Linked DNA regions of Sus scrofa: regions 2 and 3 are each linked to region 1. A link is a contact called in public HiChIP or PLAC-seq data. All regions are on one chromosome and are shown on one strand. Each heading gives the region's core, a stretch centred on a gene start, on an enhancer-like site or on the middle of the called end of the contact. The rest is flanking DNA. Distances are from core to core; before and after follow the strand shown. Region 1 overlaps GTDC1 (glycosyltransferase-like domain-containing protein 1). Region 2 has its middle 85 kb from the start of GTDC1. Region 3 overlaps GTDC1 (glycosyltransferase-like domain-containing protein 1).

Region 1 (5,073 bases), core at 713-3,212:
GGTGCAGGTTAGGGGTCGAATTGGAGCTGCAGCTGCAGCCTACCCCACAGCCACAGCAACACCAGATCCTAGCCGCATCTGTGTCCTACACCACAGCTTGCGGCAATGCCAGATCCTTAACCCACTGAGTGAGGCCAGGGATTGAATCCACATCCTCATGGACACTATGTTAGGTTCTTAACCTGCTGAACCACAATGGGAACTCCTGTTCATTTGTTTTAGGTTCCCTAGATTATTCGGTTGTGCAGCCAAGGTTGAGAACCACTGACCTAAAGCATCTCTACTAAACAACAATCCATGGAAGTCCATGTACCTGTAGGGGCCCCTCCTGGTTGCACTGTTTTCAGTATTGCCAAAATATCTCTTTCTGTCTACCAGAGTCCTCAGGCAATCCACAGTGAAATTTCAATGTCTTCATGATAATGAATTTGTATAATTCCCTAGTTGTACTGATGAGAATTAAGAAAATGTTAAAAAATGTATTTATCCTTGATCTCTTTCTCCATAAGTGCTGGCATTCCTCCATTTCCCATTGACTTAACGTTCAATTTTTCTCTTCACTGTTTTTCTTGGGTGACATTGGGAATTTTTACCATCTGATGAAGGCAGATGTATTTTCAAATAAAAATGTCTTAAGCATTTGTTCTTCCTACTACTTCTTTCTTTGGCAGAATATTCATATAGTTGATAAATAGTTTGCTTTCTTTAAATACCTTTTCATATAATCTTTGTAGCATGTTTCATGGGTATTTTAACCTACTTTTATGGTTTTTCATGAAATAAGGTATTTTCTAAATATGTTATGCTGAATTTAACTGAAATAAGCAGTTGTACTGTATGCCTTTAGAATGATGATGATATCTTGCATTTTAGGGTAACACTTCCATCCTGAAAGATTCCAAAGCACACTGCGAATGGTTACAAATTATACAGTGAAGCACAGTCACCATTGCAGAGTGAAGCATGGCAGCTGTTTAACAGCTCATCACAATGCTACACAGCAAGTTAGGGAAGGAAGTGAAGAATAATACTGGATTCACTTGAAAAAATTGCTAGGGGGGTGAGGTAAGCAGAATGTAATTACCTAAGTTGGAATTTATCCAGGACGTAAGGCTAACACCTCCAGTCTTAGAAGAGGAAGCTCTAATTCTCCAATAACCATGTACTTGCTTTCAACGTAAGTGAATTGCAAAGGTACTTCTATTCTCTTCATACCATCAAGGTATAATCTGACTTTTCCAACTGAGACTTTAAAAGGGAAAAAAAAATCCTTCTTCAGAACCCACATGGTCATACTGACTCAGGGATGAGACAGATAGGTTTCTATTTGTGTTCTATCTTTGCTTTGTAGTGACTGTTTGGAAATTGTTGAGGACTCTAAGGCCATATTCAAGATTAAAAAAAGAACTTCAGGATCGATTAGTGATCTCTGCTGTAAACATAAGAGAAGTAGTCCTTAACTTGTGTCATATTTTTGTCACCCTAGCACTACTTACTACTTAGCTGCTATTTTCTTGGGATGAATTACTCTTAGTTCTTTTCAGACTTTCTGCTTATTTTTAATTACTGCTGCAGGCATATTTAAGATTTCCTGAAAAAAAAATTTAGGGGAACGGGACATTGACCATTTGTTAGTAATTATGATTGGTGGGGCTAGTGATAAAAAGATATAACTTTAGGTCAAAAATTTCAAAGCAAAAAATATCCAGCAGAGGAAGCAGTTTGGTGTCAGGCTGGGTTTTCATCTAGGAAAGTAATCAAATCAACATCTTGAGGGAGCAAACAGGAATTAAGGTCAGGAACACAAGATAGCAGGAACATGTTATCAAATCAAGGTAAGAATTAGATCAGAGTTAGGTTCTTTTGAGGAATGTTAGAAACTGAAGGTAACAGGACCAAGCAAACCATGGGCCCTGGGCCTGAGGGCAGCACCAGGGATAGCTCCCAGTGCTGGTGGCTTCTCCTTGGCTCTTTGGTTCTTTCTCTTTCAGTTCTGCCCCTCAGTCTAGTGCATCCTGCTTTGGCTTAGTAATACAATCAGTCTGTAAAATGAAGATGAACCCTTTCATCCTATTAATGTTCATATTAGTGATAAGCAGGTACTGTATAATTCCTTCATTCTTTTACACACCTTATTTAATCTACTTAACCTTATGTTGGTATTATAACTCCCATTTAGGTATGAGAAGATGAAGTTAAGTAATTCACCCAATTTCACATTTCAAATCAAGCTTGGAACCCTGAGTCAAATGTTGATCTGTCTGGTTCCCAAGCTTGTGCTCATATGACTGTACCATAAAGTTACACAAGAATGAATCATTTGTGTGGCACTTGCTTCTATAAAGCAGGGTTACTCTAGGATATTCTGGGGTTTTAGAGCACAGCTGAGAAGGAAATTTGAAATACTTTTAGTATCAGGCTAGAGTATGGATAATTTGTTTGTTCTTCTGTGCTCCAGAAGAATTACTGGTAGAGTTGTTAGAAATTATAGATTTTTGGTGGTCTTCCTGTTGGGATTATGGAAGTATTCAAGCAAAAGAACCGTGTGTCAGCTTGTTTAGACAGATTTTGCATTTCTGTGAATTTTGTGAAAGTGACTTTTAAGTTATATTAAATTCTGTGATGTTTTGATTTAGGTCCTATATCTCTGACATATTCTTTATTTCCCTCAATACATGATGGTATGAGTTGCTGTAAAAGATCTTCATCAACTCTGATTCAAATAATTTGGAAAATTAAGCTTGCTTTTCCACATGCCCCTGCATCTAATATAAAAATTCAGGATCTAAAAATTATATATCATCTTTCAATCTCTATAATCTAAATATGGATATAGATTGTATTTCACCCTCTGGGTGTTGGCTTCCTTTTCATTCTTAGGAATGTCCAGGAAGGAACTCTAAATCTTTTCTGGTCAGTTGTCCAACATGATAAAACAGGCTTGGTTTAAGTAATCCTTTAAAATTCTAAATAGAATAACAACCTTTTCATTTGATGAAAGGCCATATTGGAAAAAAAGACACCTTTTTTTTAAAAGTTATCTACATTTTATAATAATTTAAATACTTTCTAATGGGAATAAAAATCCAGTTTTACATCTGAGTTCTTGTAAGTCCAGTTTATGCCTGAGACAAATTAAAACATTCAGGTTATAATATTCCTAAATATGCCTTATAATGGGATAAATGACAGATCTTTAATCATAGTAATGCTATTATATCTCTTATACTCTGTAAGTTGTTATCTATTACTGTACCTTTGTGATAGAAAAAATAATATTCTATCTTTATGGTAGAAAAAATAGTCTACTTACATGGCTTTAAAATCTTTATAGATATGTAATTTTAAGAATTTTTAAAAGTAACTGAAAAGTAATCTCATGATTTACATGGTGTATAAAAGCAAAGATTGATAATTTATTATACATGTTATAATTTGTCTTCCTTTTATAGAATATTAGCCGTAAGACAGATGTATATGGGGGCATGTGCATTCCATCATTTTATTTATTTTTTTTCTTTCTCTATTTTGAGGTACTCCTATTGCACTTTATACTCACTGTTTAAATGTAGTGGTTTTCAACTCTTGCTGCATATTAGAATCCTGTGAAACTTAAAAAAATCCTATGCCCAGGCAGCACCTCACCCAAATCTGAATTTCTGAGGATAGAACTTAGATATCAGTACATTTTGAAGCTTTTTAAGTTGAGAACCACTGATAAAATGCATCACTACTTTGTAAAACATTTACATGTTGTAAATTGCATGGAGAAAAATGAAAGAAAATGTCCTTCTCCCAATATAGAGGCGAGGCTTTTGGAGGGTGGTAGTAGGATGATTATGGAAGTTTTAAGGATGATCAGATAGATCATAATAAATAGAATGTAGGCTGAAATAGAAGTTCATCTAGTATTCTTTTTCTTAGCAGTGACTTAAGTGAAACACATAGAAAAAGATATAAAACACTCACAATTCACCTGGCCACTTGTGTGGGTCTTTTTTTTTTTTTTCCTTGACTCCAGCTGCTAGCCAACTTATAACCTGAATCTTGATGATTAATAGCTTTTATAATATTTTCTTAGCTCGTGTAACTTCAATTGCAATACTTTTTCTTCTAATGTCTTACCCTTATAAAATAGCACTAAACTATTTTTCTCAATAAATTCTACTGACACATGGTCCCACAGATTAATTATAAATTGCATGGAAGTGCTGCCCTTTGTCAGTTTTAAATGTGTAGCTTTATCTTCTCTTTCTCCTTGTCTTTCCAAGCTAAATGGAATTAGAAGCTTAAAGAAGCCTGTTTAACATGGAATCTATTCCTATTCTCTCATTTTAAACAACAGTGCTATTAATTTTCATCCTGGACTCTTTGGTTCCTCCTCTATTTTCCCTTTTATTATAATTAAAAAAGAACCATCTCTGTTTTTACAAAGTCATTTGTCTCACAACATAGTTTAAACATCTTTTTAGGAGTAATTTTCTTCAGACGTTGTGATTTCTTTTTTTTTTTTTTTAACCGTGGGCTCTCTCTGTAAGTGTAATTGGGAATACCAAATAACTTCTACTTTTCTTCATCTTCTTTAAATTTTTTTTTTTTTAAAGGAAAAGATGGAGGGGAAAGGGTATCAAAAGGGACTGACAACCATGGAAATAAATGTTGGGCCACTTTGCCACGGGTACTTTAAAACACCCCAAGGTAGATGGAAAGAGGAACTTTAGGGTTTCGGCCATTTATCACTGAAATTATAATGCTGGCACAGCTCTGCAAATATTTCCTTACAGGGTTTCATAGACATTTCACAATAAATGTTTTTTGTTAAAATGGTCTTAGGTCTTATAAAGCAGTGTCTGTATTCCAGGAGGAATTCTTTCACAGTTACTTAATAGTGTTCGTTCACAGTGCCCTCCTTCTCCATACTTTTTGTTCCCATTGCAGTACTGGTATCTTTGACCAGAGGGTAGAGACAGCCAACACTGAGTCTTAGCTGTTCTTTCTGAATGATTGAGAGAAAAGAAAACATGGCCTTTGAGGGTTATATTTAAATATAGGGACTATCGTTATTACTAAGCT
Region 2 (5,073 bases), core at 941-3,440, 230 kb before region 1:
CCTAAAGCTAAGGACAGCAAAACCAGAACATTTAAACCGAGGGTTCCGATGGTATTTCCTGGTCAATACAAGGAAAGGTCGTAAAGGATTCTTAGATTCCTTCCTATAAAGTTTACAATGTGTGAGAGTAGTTCTGGTTAAGGGAGTTTTCCCTGCATGATCAAGAAGCTCTGTGGTAGAGGGGTGAGAGGTTGTGCTTTCTCATGCAAAGACCTGGATTCGAGTCTCGGCTCTGTCCTTACTAACTGTGTGAGTCTGGCCAAGTTACCTCACTAAGCCTCAATTTACTTACCTTTAAAATGGGAATAATACAGATAACTGTCTCACAGATGGTCGTAGGACTCAGACACGACAAGAGATGTGCCAGCAGTTTGCAAACAGTCGCTGTGGCAGGCCCTGATAGAGGGGCAGAAGCTTGCCGTGTATTTATTTCATCCACTGTCCTTTTGACCCTTTTCCACAGTGTCCTTTCTTCCCTCCTGGGTTTTGAGGAAAGTCTCCCTTTGATAACCTATTCCTAGAGTTAAGTCCACAGAGAGTTCTTGAAAAGGAACACAATCATTTCAGTACTTAGATATTTCCCAGCATGTAATTTTTAGGGGGCTGGGATTGTCTCAAGATTCATCCTCAAAGGGACCCTTTGTTTCCTGGTGGGCGTGATCCTAGGGTTACTGAAAGAGGAAGGAATGCTTGACAATTATCAGTCCAATGAGAGGCCTCAGAGCATGAGAACTGAGGAGGCTGTTCTGTGTGATTCTAGATAGGCAGTGTCTCCGCTGCTCTGAGCAGATAATCCAGGGTGATAATGAAGTAGTCACAAGGGTAAACCTTTGTAACAAGGCTCTGCTCACAATTCGAACCTTCTCGTTAGCCCTTTTGCATATTATACACAGAGACTTTTAAATCAAGAGATAGCCTTGTCTATCAGATGAATCGGCCCATACGGGGAACTTCTTTCGTAACTTGACAGAGACTCAGGAGGGGAAGCTGCTGGAGATGAAAACTGATGATCCACATAGCAGGAAAAGGTTTATAGCTTATGATTATTGTTTTCCTTTGGCTAATTTTAATTCTGATGAATACTAAGTTTTCTTTGGTACTTTTTGTTCCTTAAGTCTTTTTTTTTTTTTTCTGTTACATTGTTCAGCCAAGTATTTCTTAAGTCTCTGTGAAAACAACACCACGTATTTCTTAAGCCCATGTAAACAAACATTTCCATGAAGACGGGCTTGAAAAATATATGTAGATGGCAACCTGAAGGCCATTCCTACTGTAAACATGAAAAGACTTGACAGATTGATAGGTAAATAGATAGGTAGCATGCTAAAATGATGTTACTTAAAATGAATTAGAATGATGTTAACTCTTGCCATCCTGTTTAGTTACTTTCTGCTCCTCTAAATAGTCTAAATAGGTGGAATGCCTTGATATATTCTCTCTTTTTTGGCTTATTAAGATCAGGGTTTGTTAAAGTATTTTTAAAAATTTTATTTTATTGAAGTATACTTGGTTTTTACAATGTTCTTGGATGGAAGGACGCATGTCCAAATTCTTTTCAAACAGGTCATTTGTAAGTGTTTACTGATTGCCAGTCAACACCAGTCGTTGTGTTAGACAGCAGGAATAGATGTGAAATAATAAATATGGAAGCTCATGTGCAAACAGATTGTTACAGGGGCAACAGAGAGGCAGGTGTTCTGATCCTCCTGTGAGACCTCTGCCCAGGGGAGCTAGGAAAGGCTTCAGAGAAAAGAGGCTGTTTGAATTTGGCATTGAAGAGCCTATAGGAGTTTAACAAGTTGAGAAGAGAAGATAATGCTGGAAGGTACGGGAGTGTGAAGAGCTGCTGTAGGAACCATTTTCCTCAAGGGTTCAGCTATAATAAACTCCTTCTATGGGACCAAGTTGGACTTCATATTTGAACCAGAAAACAAGAAATCCACACTGTAATAGATTAAATTATGTCTACTCTCCTCAGTACTAATTACCTATTTTTCACAGTTGCTAATGAAGAACTCCACAAGGTAGCAGTATTTGGGCATGAGCTTTGTTGCTGGTGAACAACCTCCTTGCCTTATCGGGGGAAGGGGAGAGAAAGTCACTTCAAATTGCCTTCTGCCCACTATGGATAAATATGGCTGGAACGTAACCGGGAAAGTGATGCAAGCACCTGATTGATGGGTCATCTCCCACTTAGAGTCTGACCTTTCACCCAAAACAACACCATCTAGTGACTTCCAGATGTGGATGCTTGACCATTAGTAAGCAGTCAAGACCGAAACCTATTTCCTCTAAGTTATGAATAAATCGGTGACTTATAAGGATATCATCTCAGTATGACAAACACTGAGAGAAATTTGAGGAAATAAGCATTTTAATGAAGCTCTTTTTCTATTCCTCCTTCCTGAAAACCATATTTTAGAGTTAGCCTTCCTAACAGGAAATAGAATAGCTTGACAAAAGGAACCACACTGTATATCTAAACTGGCAGCATATTTGTATGGTGTGGTGTGATACGTATGTTCGCCGCCCTTTACTGGTTAAACTGTATTTCATTATCATCTCCTTATTTTCCACTTCTAATTCTAGCAGACCCATTTCCTATAAACAGGTCAGCTCTCTAACAGTTTTGAGCCTAAAAATTCTTTTTAACTGCTTAATCCCAACTTCATTAAGCAGTGTTTCCCCTCATTCTTAATTGTAGCTCCTCGGGCACACACATAACAGGTCTATTGCCATAAATGGGGGAAAATTAATTTATCACCAATTCCAACTGCATTGTGCATATGGATATTTATGCCATCTGTGGTTTTAAAAACTGCTAGGATTAGGACTATTTGATATTATTGTAATGAATCCGTGGATTTGATCATTATAGTAGTACAACATAATGATACCACACAATGCAAGAATCCTTGCAAATCATCAAGTTAATGCTTTAAATTCATTTTATTTAAAAATTGTTATACTTTGTTTAATTTAAAGAGTAGATGTTTTCGGTATTTTAGATTTGGGGATATTGTTTTTGTTTCTTGTGTTATTTTGTCATTTTGGCTTAACCTTTGTAAAGTTTAACATTCTCTATTATTGGTTCAAACCCCCTGAGTCTCTGTAGGTGTGGTAGTGTTCCAGAATGCTGAATCATAGGATGTGGATACTGAATAATTTTAAATAATGGCTACCAGTGAAAATGACATTACCATATCCAGATGTCTCCCACACTGTCCAAAGTCCAAGATAAAGCATCACATTGTCATTGACTTCTCTTTCCTTCTCTTCTCCTCCCCACTCAACACTTTCCCTTACCCTCTCCTTTCTCCCCTCCCCCCTTTATTCCTCCTTTTTTCTCTCTCTCCCTCCTCCTCTACCTCCACCCTCTCCCCCTCCTTCTCCTCCTTCTCTATTTCTTCCTCTTCTCATTCTTCAGTATGGACTAAAATTGAACCAACTACCTTATTTTGTCAGGGCGTTATTATTCTTTTGCATCTGAAAACTTCAACTAGAAAAAGGTATGATTGGATTTCCTTTACATGGTATGGAAAGCCCTAGGAAATAAGCTTTTGAGAAAACCAGGCTTCATATGTGTTGTGCTTAATAAACCAACAGCATCACAGGACCTTGAAAGACTACCATTAAACTAAAAGTTCTGTGTTCTCAAATTGAAAAATGAATCTGACAGGAAATATTCTGGGGATTTAGGAATCCATACCCTAAAGAATTCTCTTACATTGAAAGAATAAAAGCAATACCTATGGTTGAAACAAATATTTGAGTAGTAAGAGCACTCAAGACCTGAAACTTATTAAATAAAAAACATTAATTTTGTAATCATGAAGCTTCCTTATATAGTCAATGATATATCTTCAGAGATAATTCAACTACAGAAATTATCCCATACAGAGGAAACTCAAGATCTATATCTGACCTTTATCTAAATATAGCTGTTATTTACTTGCTGTCCAATCATCCACAGCTACTCTTTCATTGCTGTTTTAATGAATGTATGAAATCAAATAGTACAGTGCTTAATTTCTGGCAGAGGCAGCTTCCCTAGCAAATCTCTTCCCATTTTTTGCTGAATTGAGGGCAATTTGCTGATTTTACACTCTTTTTTCCACCCTGTGTATTTACATTTATTAGGAAAAAAACAACCTGATGTCATGCTATAATGTTTTCTCACAATAAAGAAGAATTTTTCGGTTACTACCAAAAAAATTCGTTTACATTCTAAGAGTGGATTAATAAGTAATACTCAGCTTAACCAATTTTCTTGCATAAAATGTTGATATCTTTCTTTTAGAACTAATTATCTTCTCTAGTCTCCTTCCAAACAAAGTTTTAAACATATTAGATTTTCTTTTCTATAGAATTTGGTGGCAGTAAAATAGACTCATGTTATTATAGGTGTTAGAAAATATTTTAAGGAAAGAGTGACTTTAGGTTCAAGGGCAGAGCCATTTCCCAGGCTAACTCATTCCAAGAAAAAAAAAGTATGAAAAGGTATAATAGCCCAGCCTCCAGAAATGGCAGCTACAGCCTGAGAAGGGGTTCTTCACAAAAGTGTGATGCCATGAATACCTCTAGGGAAAGTAATGGTTCTCACTACCTTCCAATCAGGGTACCCAGGTTGCATAGAGCTCCTCTGTGGAGGCACGGCCAGACTCTGATAGGCTCCCTGGCTCTCCACTCCTTCCTCTCTCACCAAAGGCTTTGCTTTACACTGAACACAGGTGAATTAAAGTGAGATTTTGTTCCCCAAACTTATAAATTTAAAAAAGCATTGTAAAACTTCAATATTTAATCCTTCTAGGTAACAATACCCATACAGTGGTTCATAATTAATCAAAAACCATCAGGATGCCTAGTGTTTAAAAGCTGCTGCTCTGGAGTCAAAACTCTCTAGTTCTGTGCAGGACATGGCATTCTAGAATGTTAGTGCTACTGAAAATTGCAGTGTATATTCTTTTTCCATCCCTCCACTAGGATTTGAAAACCCTTTCCACTAAGTGTTCTTTACTTCTAACTTAGGCTGAAAGATTTTCTTTTCTGGGTCACAGAATTTTAAAGGCTGGC
Region 3 (5,073 bases), core at 985-3,484, 180 kb after region 1:
TAAAACAAGGACAGCAGGATGATCCTCTCAAACACTGGAATGCTGTAAGAAAAGAAAAACTCCTATTTTCTCTTTCACCTTATTTGTGTTAGTGAAGGGGTAAGTCAAAAAGTGGAGTGGGTGTGGCTAAATCAATGCTTCCAGGAAGATTTTAAAGGTTTTCCTAAATAGGTATCAGAAGAAGGGTGGGCTGGGCACCTAGTGTGATTCACATCAATTTATTAATCTCACCTACCACCACTTTTGGAGAAGGTGGCAAATTAAGGAAGGCTCTGTACCTTCTACAATGGAAGAGACTAGAGCAGAAATTTAATTGTGTTCCCTGAGTGTTAATGCTGCTGTCATCTGGCTGGCAACCAGTCCACAAACTTATTGGTTCAGGCATTTGTCTGGCCAATAACTAAGAATCATTTAAGTTGAAAATATGGACCAGGAGGTATTTCAGAATTACTGATATGCAGCTATTAATCTTGAAGGCAAATAGCAGTATTTGGTGGTGTGGGCAAATCACTTAACTGGAACCACATGAAAAAGAATTTCAGTTTTTTGTTTTGTTTTGTTTTAATGCTTTGAGGAAGATTGCACCAGAGGAAAATAACTGCAAATAAAAAATGGAAAAATAGCTACAAAAAGGAAGGTTGGTAAAATGACTAAGCAAAGCAGTAGGTTCTGTTGCCTCCAACCTGCTGCATCAATTGTATCAGTAAACAGATTAAGAAATCCCACATTCCTGTTTCTCAAACTGACCCAGCAACGAGAGGAAGAAAATACAGAAAAGTGAGTGCAATGCCTGGTGGCTCAGGGTGCCCCTCAAAGGTCATCGCTCTAATTTCAGTGTTAGAAATTGAGGGCACAGAACTAGGGGTTGGTATTGGTCACAGAGTGAGCTTTGGCTTCTGAACAATTCTCTACCCTCGGTGAAGAATTTAAGACGTCATGGAGTTGAACTGGTGTATTAAATCCCAGGCACACGGTAGAGATTGTTTTGTGATCATAATGAATTAAGAGTAAAGGCATCAATGCATACATCTCTCCTTTTTCCTCTAGAGCCCAGAGGCATAGGGTACCTGGTGGTCTCTGGTGCTGGCAGCTATGTTCCCTGGTTTTCAATCGGCTTGGCTTTTCTCCTAGATTTTTGTAATAGCAGGCCGGGCGGGGGAAAAAGTAATCTACAAAATTGCAAATTGCAAAACAAAATATGCAAGTGCGTGTGTACGTGCGCACGCGCGCCCTATAGTATTTCACTGAAGATAATGAATTGCTACACTTTAAGCACTAAATATTAAAACTTAAAAATGTGTAAGTAATGAGGTTTTAGGAAGCAAAATGTACTCGGAGTATATATAGCACTTTTTTTTTTTTTTTTTTTTCCAAGAGGTTCCCCAGACCTCTGGGCGCGTCAGCAAACTGTCCTCCTACACGAGGAGCGAGCAGCTGCGATTTGGCCCCAGGCACCACCTACCCAAAGTCACTACCTAATGTATTTTACATTCGCACCGATGATAAAGAGGGAGAGGTGGGTTTAAAAAAAAAAAAAAAAAAAAAAAGAGAAGGTACCTTCCCCTCACCCCCAACATTCTGTGCTCCCTTTTGTCCCTGCCATCAGCTGACACGTGGAAAATGTGGTGTACGGTTTTGCTTGCCTTTAATCTGTAATTAAGGATTCCTTGTTCGGGGCTGGCTACCTCTTTGGTCTTCCCTCCCTGCCTCTCGGGTCTTCCGCCCTTGGTCGGGTCTGGCCCCGAGCCGCAAGCTGGGGACTCCGGTGGCCCGGCTGGGCCGCAGGGAGGGGTCGGTAGCGAGGTGCTCGGGCCCGGACGGAAGGAGCGCTCGCCTACCCGAAAGCGCGCGCCCGGGAACCCGACCCACTCGCCCCGAGCCTCCGACGAGCCTGCGCCCAGCGTCGGGTTAGAGGTGCCGGAGCCTGCGAGAGCCGGAGAGTCTGAGAGCGGTTCCGGGGCTTGCGGGCGCTCACCGCGCGTCTTCTCCCCGGGGCCGATGTGCCCCAGCTCCCGTCCGCGGCGGCGCTAGCCCTCGATGCCCTGCTCGGTCCCGTCCAAAGCGCCTGGAGGTAGTTCTACACCTCTTCCGGCGCAAAAAAAAGGGACGGAGGGGGGACGTCGAGGTCACAAAGTCGAGACCTAACCACTTCTGCGGCGCTGAGCTGGAGGAACCACGAGGCCGCAGGGCCAAGACAGCTCCGCGCCACCGCCGCGCTCCCGCTCACACTCGCGCGGACTCCCGGGCAGAGCCTCGCCTGCACGCGCACGCCAGCGCGCGCACAGCCCGACACGCGCACACTGTCACGCACCCTCACGGACACGCACCCCGCACGCGCGCACAGACACTCACATGCTGACACACGCACACGTGGCGGGAGGCCCAGTGCTTCCCCGGCTCCTTGGTGCCAGGCTTAACTGGTCCCCCTCCGCACCTCCGAGAAGGCGGCGCTGCCCCGGCGGGCAGAATTCTTCTCTATTCTTCTTAAGTGTTTTATTGAACTTGGTTTTGAGTCCGACAGGCTCAGTGCTCCGTGAGAGAATCCAATGAAGATGCACTAAGCAAAACCAAAAAAGTAATTTCCCTCCTCCTGTCCTTTAAAAAAAAAAAAAAAATTTAAGCCAAAACGGAGAATGGAGTGGGGTTGGGCACGGGGACGCCCCCCACCCCCGTAGGGATTCTGACTATTAATTTTAAAATACTCCCCTATGACTGCTTACTCAGCCCTGTTATTTCAGTCCCACCCGCTAGTCCTAGGACGCTTTCCTTTTCACTTCTTACCTGTGCTTTGGAGTGAAAACTGTTTCTCCTGATCTCCAATTGGTTATTTCGTTATTTCCGAGGCAGAAGGGGGTGAGGGACAGATGAGTTAAGCGGTGTTTGGGTGGGAGAAAATTTAGTTCTATCACACTGATTTCCAAAAAACTTGGGGAAACGTTTAATAGCATATTGAGGATTCGATATTTTTTAAAGCGTCCTCCTCCTTTCCCGTGTTACTATTTATCATCAGGTATTTATTTGCGTGTACACATTTAAAATTGTCTGTGAATGAGAAAAATGCCCCTTGTTCTGGATTTCACCAGCGCCTTTTGTGTTTCTGCCCATCTAGGTGTAGCATGCTTTCCTCTCTCCCACCCATCGCTAAACGGTGTCTTCAGTGATCAAACATAAGAAACCTTAGCCTGGAGTGGTGGTGACCATTGCTGGTCATCTGTTGCTCAAGATTTTATCTCCTCTGGTTGGGAATTGTCCTCAAATTGTAGAGTTGAAGATACAGGTTGGTTGATAGTTTAAAATGTGAGAAGAGCTCTCAGGAAGTAAACGTAGGTAGGGGAGTATGGCCCATGTCAGCTGCCCTTGGAAGGCAGGACAAGAACCCTTGGCTAGTGCATTGAAAAGAGACTGTAAACAATGATAATCAGGGCTTTCAAAAATCATATAACAGATTGAAATATCTGATTCATTATTTATTCATCACAGCACAACTTTGCAAATCTGAGAATAGTATTTGAAAACCCAGTGCCTGCTATTTTGTCCGTCAACTCAGCAAATGGGTCCCCCTTCCAAAAATGTGGCCAAAGGGTTAAAGCTGTAATTTTAGAAAGGAATTTCAGGAAAGGATATTAAGATCTGATATATTTCCTTTTCTTTTTGGCAATAATACCCTCCAAAGAAAAAAGGATATACTTATTAATATAATGATAATAGCTCTGCTTCTGAGTACAAGTATCAACTGATTTCTGTTTGTGAAAGTGTTTTTAAAACTGCGAGTACACTTTCACTACTATGAAAGCTGATGAGCCAATGAAGGAAACTTCTTTTAACTCCATAATAACAGTTACATAGTAAATGAACAGTGATGGTCAAATAGCCAATTACGGTATAAATATCCGCTGTTTACAGAGAGGTGTTCAATGAGCCTTTGGAATACAAAGGATTAGTCCCATCTGAGCTACCATTTGTTCCTCAGTGCATTATTTCTTCCCTTAAAAAGGCCAATGCCATTGTAGGTACTATGCACACAGAACATACTTCTCTATGTTGATTTTAGTTTGCTTTATTTCAATGCACACTGTTGTTTACTTTTTAAAATTTAAATAAATGTCAGCATTGTATAATTTCTATGTTAACAAAGCAGTGAGCAAAATCCCTTGTATGTTTATAAAATATTATTGTTTAATTCACATAGTTTAGAAATTCCAAATGTTGAGAATAGGAAGGAGGCCAAATACCATCTGTTTATAACTATGATGCATCGTAATATGTGTACTTTTAAAAGGAGTTTGGTCAATCATGCCACTATTTTATCTGCTCGGAATATGTTGAAGATTTAAAATGTAATTTACAGGATTACTTTTAGTGCATTGCATCCAACTGTGAGTTGTAAAGAAGTCGGTCTTTTCTGTTTTTCTCAAATTAATCATGTAACAGCCCCAATTAATGGGGGCTGTTAAACGTGTCGCTTTTTGCTTAGCTCTAGAATTCTTCTAACTTTGGCTCCGTCCACCTTCTTGATGCTGATAAAAACTCCAAGGACAAATGAAACAAAACACTCCTAGCTGTGTCTTTCTGCCAGGAGATAGTCACTTAGAATGGGAGGCAGGGTATGATAGCTAATAATTAGCTAGCATCAAGCCCTGAGAAATTACCTGTGAAATACCCTTTGGTACTGGGTTGAAAAACAACATTTGACATTCCCTGTTTTAAAATAGTACATGCTTGTCCCCAAGACTTCTGATTTAACTTACCTTTTATTTCAAATGCATCTAATTGCATACCATGAAACAAAGGGAGTACATTTACTGGCAATAGATGAGCAGGTTTGGGGTTTTATTTTTAAGTTACACACTCAAGTTGTTTAGTGAGGAATTCCTTTCTTTGCAAACTGGAGAAACTCGGCAACCAGGGCTTCAATTCAGGGCAGACTAGTGTTGAAATCCAGAGGTGGCTTTAGGGTCTCACACCATGAGTTCTCTTTCTCAAGAAGGAGGAACTAAAACTCCTTAAAAAGATTTGGAAAATGTGATTTAAAAAAAAAAAAAAAATGGTTGGTAAATGATAGTTCCTTGATTG

Evidence for each region. HiChIP or PLAC-seq counts read pairs in DNA pulled down with a chosen protein or histone mark.
Region 2: an H3K27ac HiChIP or PLAC-seq map of alveolar macrophages shows a contact between it and region 1. The contact joins two enhancer-like sites. A contact is called at or near these places in 1 of 47 Hi-C or Micro-C datasets (embryonic fibroblasts) and 1 of 2 datasets of contacts at active chromatin or transcription factors (alveolar macrophages).
Region 3: a contact with region 1 is called in an H3K27ac HiChIP or PLAC-seq map of alveolar macrophages. The contact joins two enhancer-like sites. A contact is called at or near these places in 1 of 47 Hi-C or Micro-C datasets (embryonic fibroblasts) and 1 of 2 datasets of contacts at active chromatin or transcription factors (alveolar macrophages).

Annotation. Positions count from the first base shown.
Region 1 is chr15:7,875,634-7,880,706 of Sscrofa11.1, forward strand. All of the region lies in intron 7 of GTDC1 (glycosyltransferase-like domain-containing protein 1), which reads left to right. The region is part of intron 1 of LOC106508109 (a long non-coding RNA gene); the gene reads right to left. LOC110256946 (a long non-coding RNA gene) reads left to right here. Exons shown (of 2, transcript XR_002339029.1): 2 at 874-5,073. Among named protein-coding and RNA genes, the nearest start is that of GTDC1, 150 kb to the left of the region's middle. Within about 2 kb of position 1,963, at least 5 of the 83 cell types and tissues checked have an H3K27ac peak or open chromatin away from gene starts, as enhancers often do. A contact at or near this core is called in alveolar macrophages, where this site is marked.
Region 2 is chr15:7,642,026-7,647,098 of Sscrofa11.1, forward strand. No RefSeq gene overlaps it. Among named protein-coding and RNA genes, the nearest start is that of GTDC1, 85 kb to the right of the region's middle. Within about 2 kb of position 2,191, at least 9 of the 83 cell types and tissues checked have an H3K27ac peak or open chromatin away from gene starts, as enhancers often do. A contact at or near this core is called in alveolar macrophages, where this site is marked.
Region 3 is chr15:8,056,792-8,061,864 of Sscrofa11.1, forward strand. All of the region lies in intron 12 of GTDC1 (glycosyltransferase-like domain-containing protein 1), which reads left to right. Among named protein-coding and RNA genes, the nearest start is that of GTDC1, 330 kb to the left of the region's middle. Within about 2 kb of position 2,235, at least 62 of the 83 cell types and tissues checked have an H3K27ac peak or open chromatin away from gene starts, as enhancers often do. A contact at or near this core is called in alveolar macrophages, where this site is marked.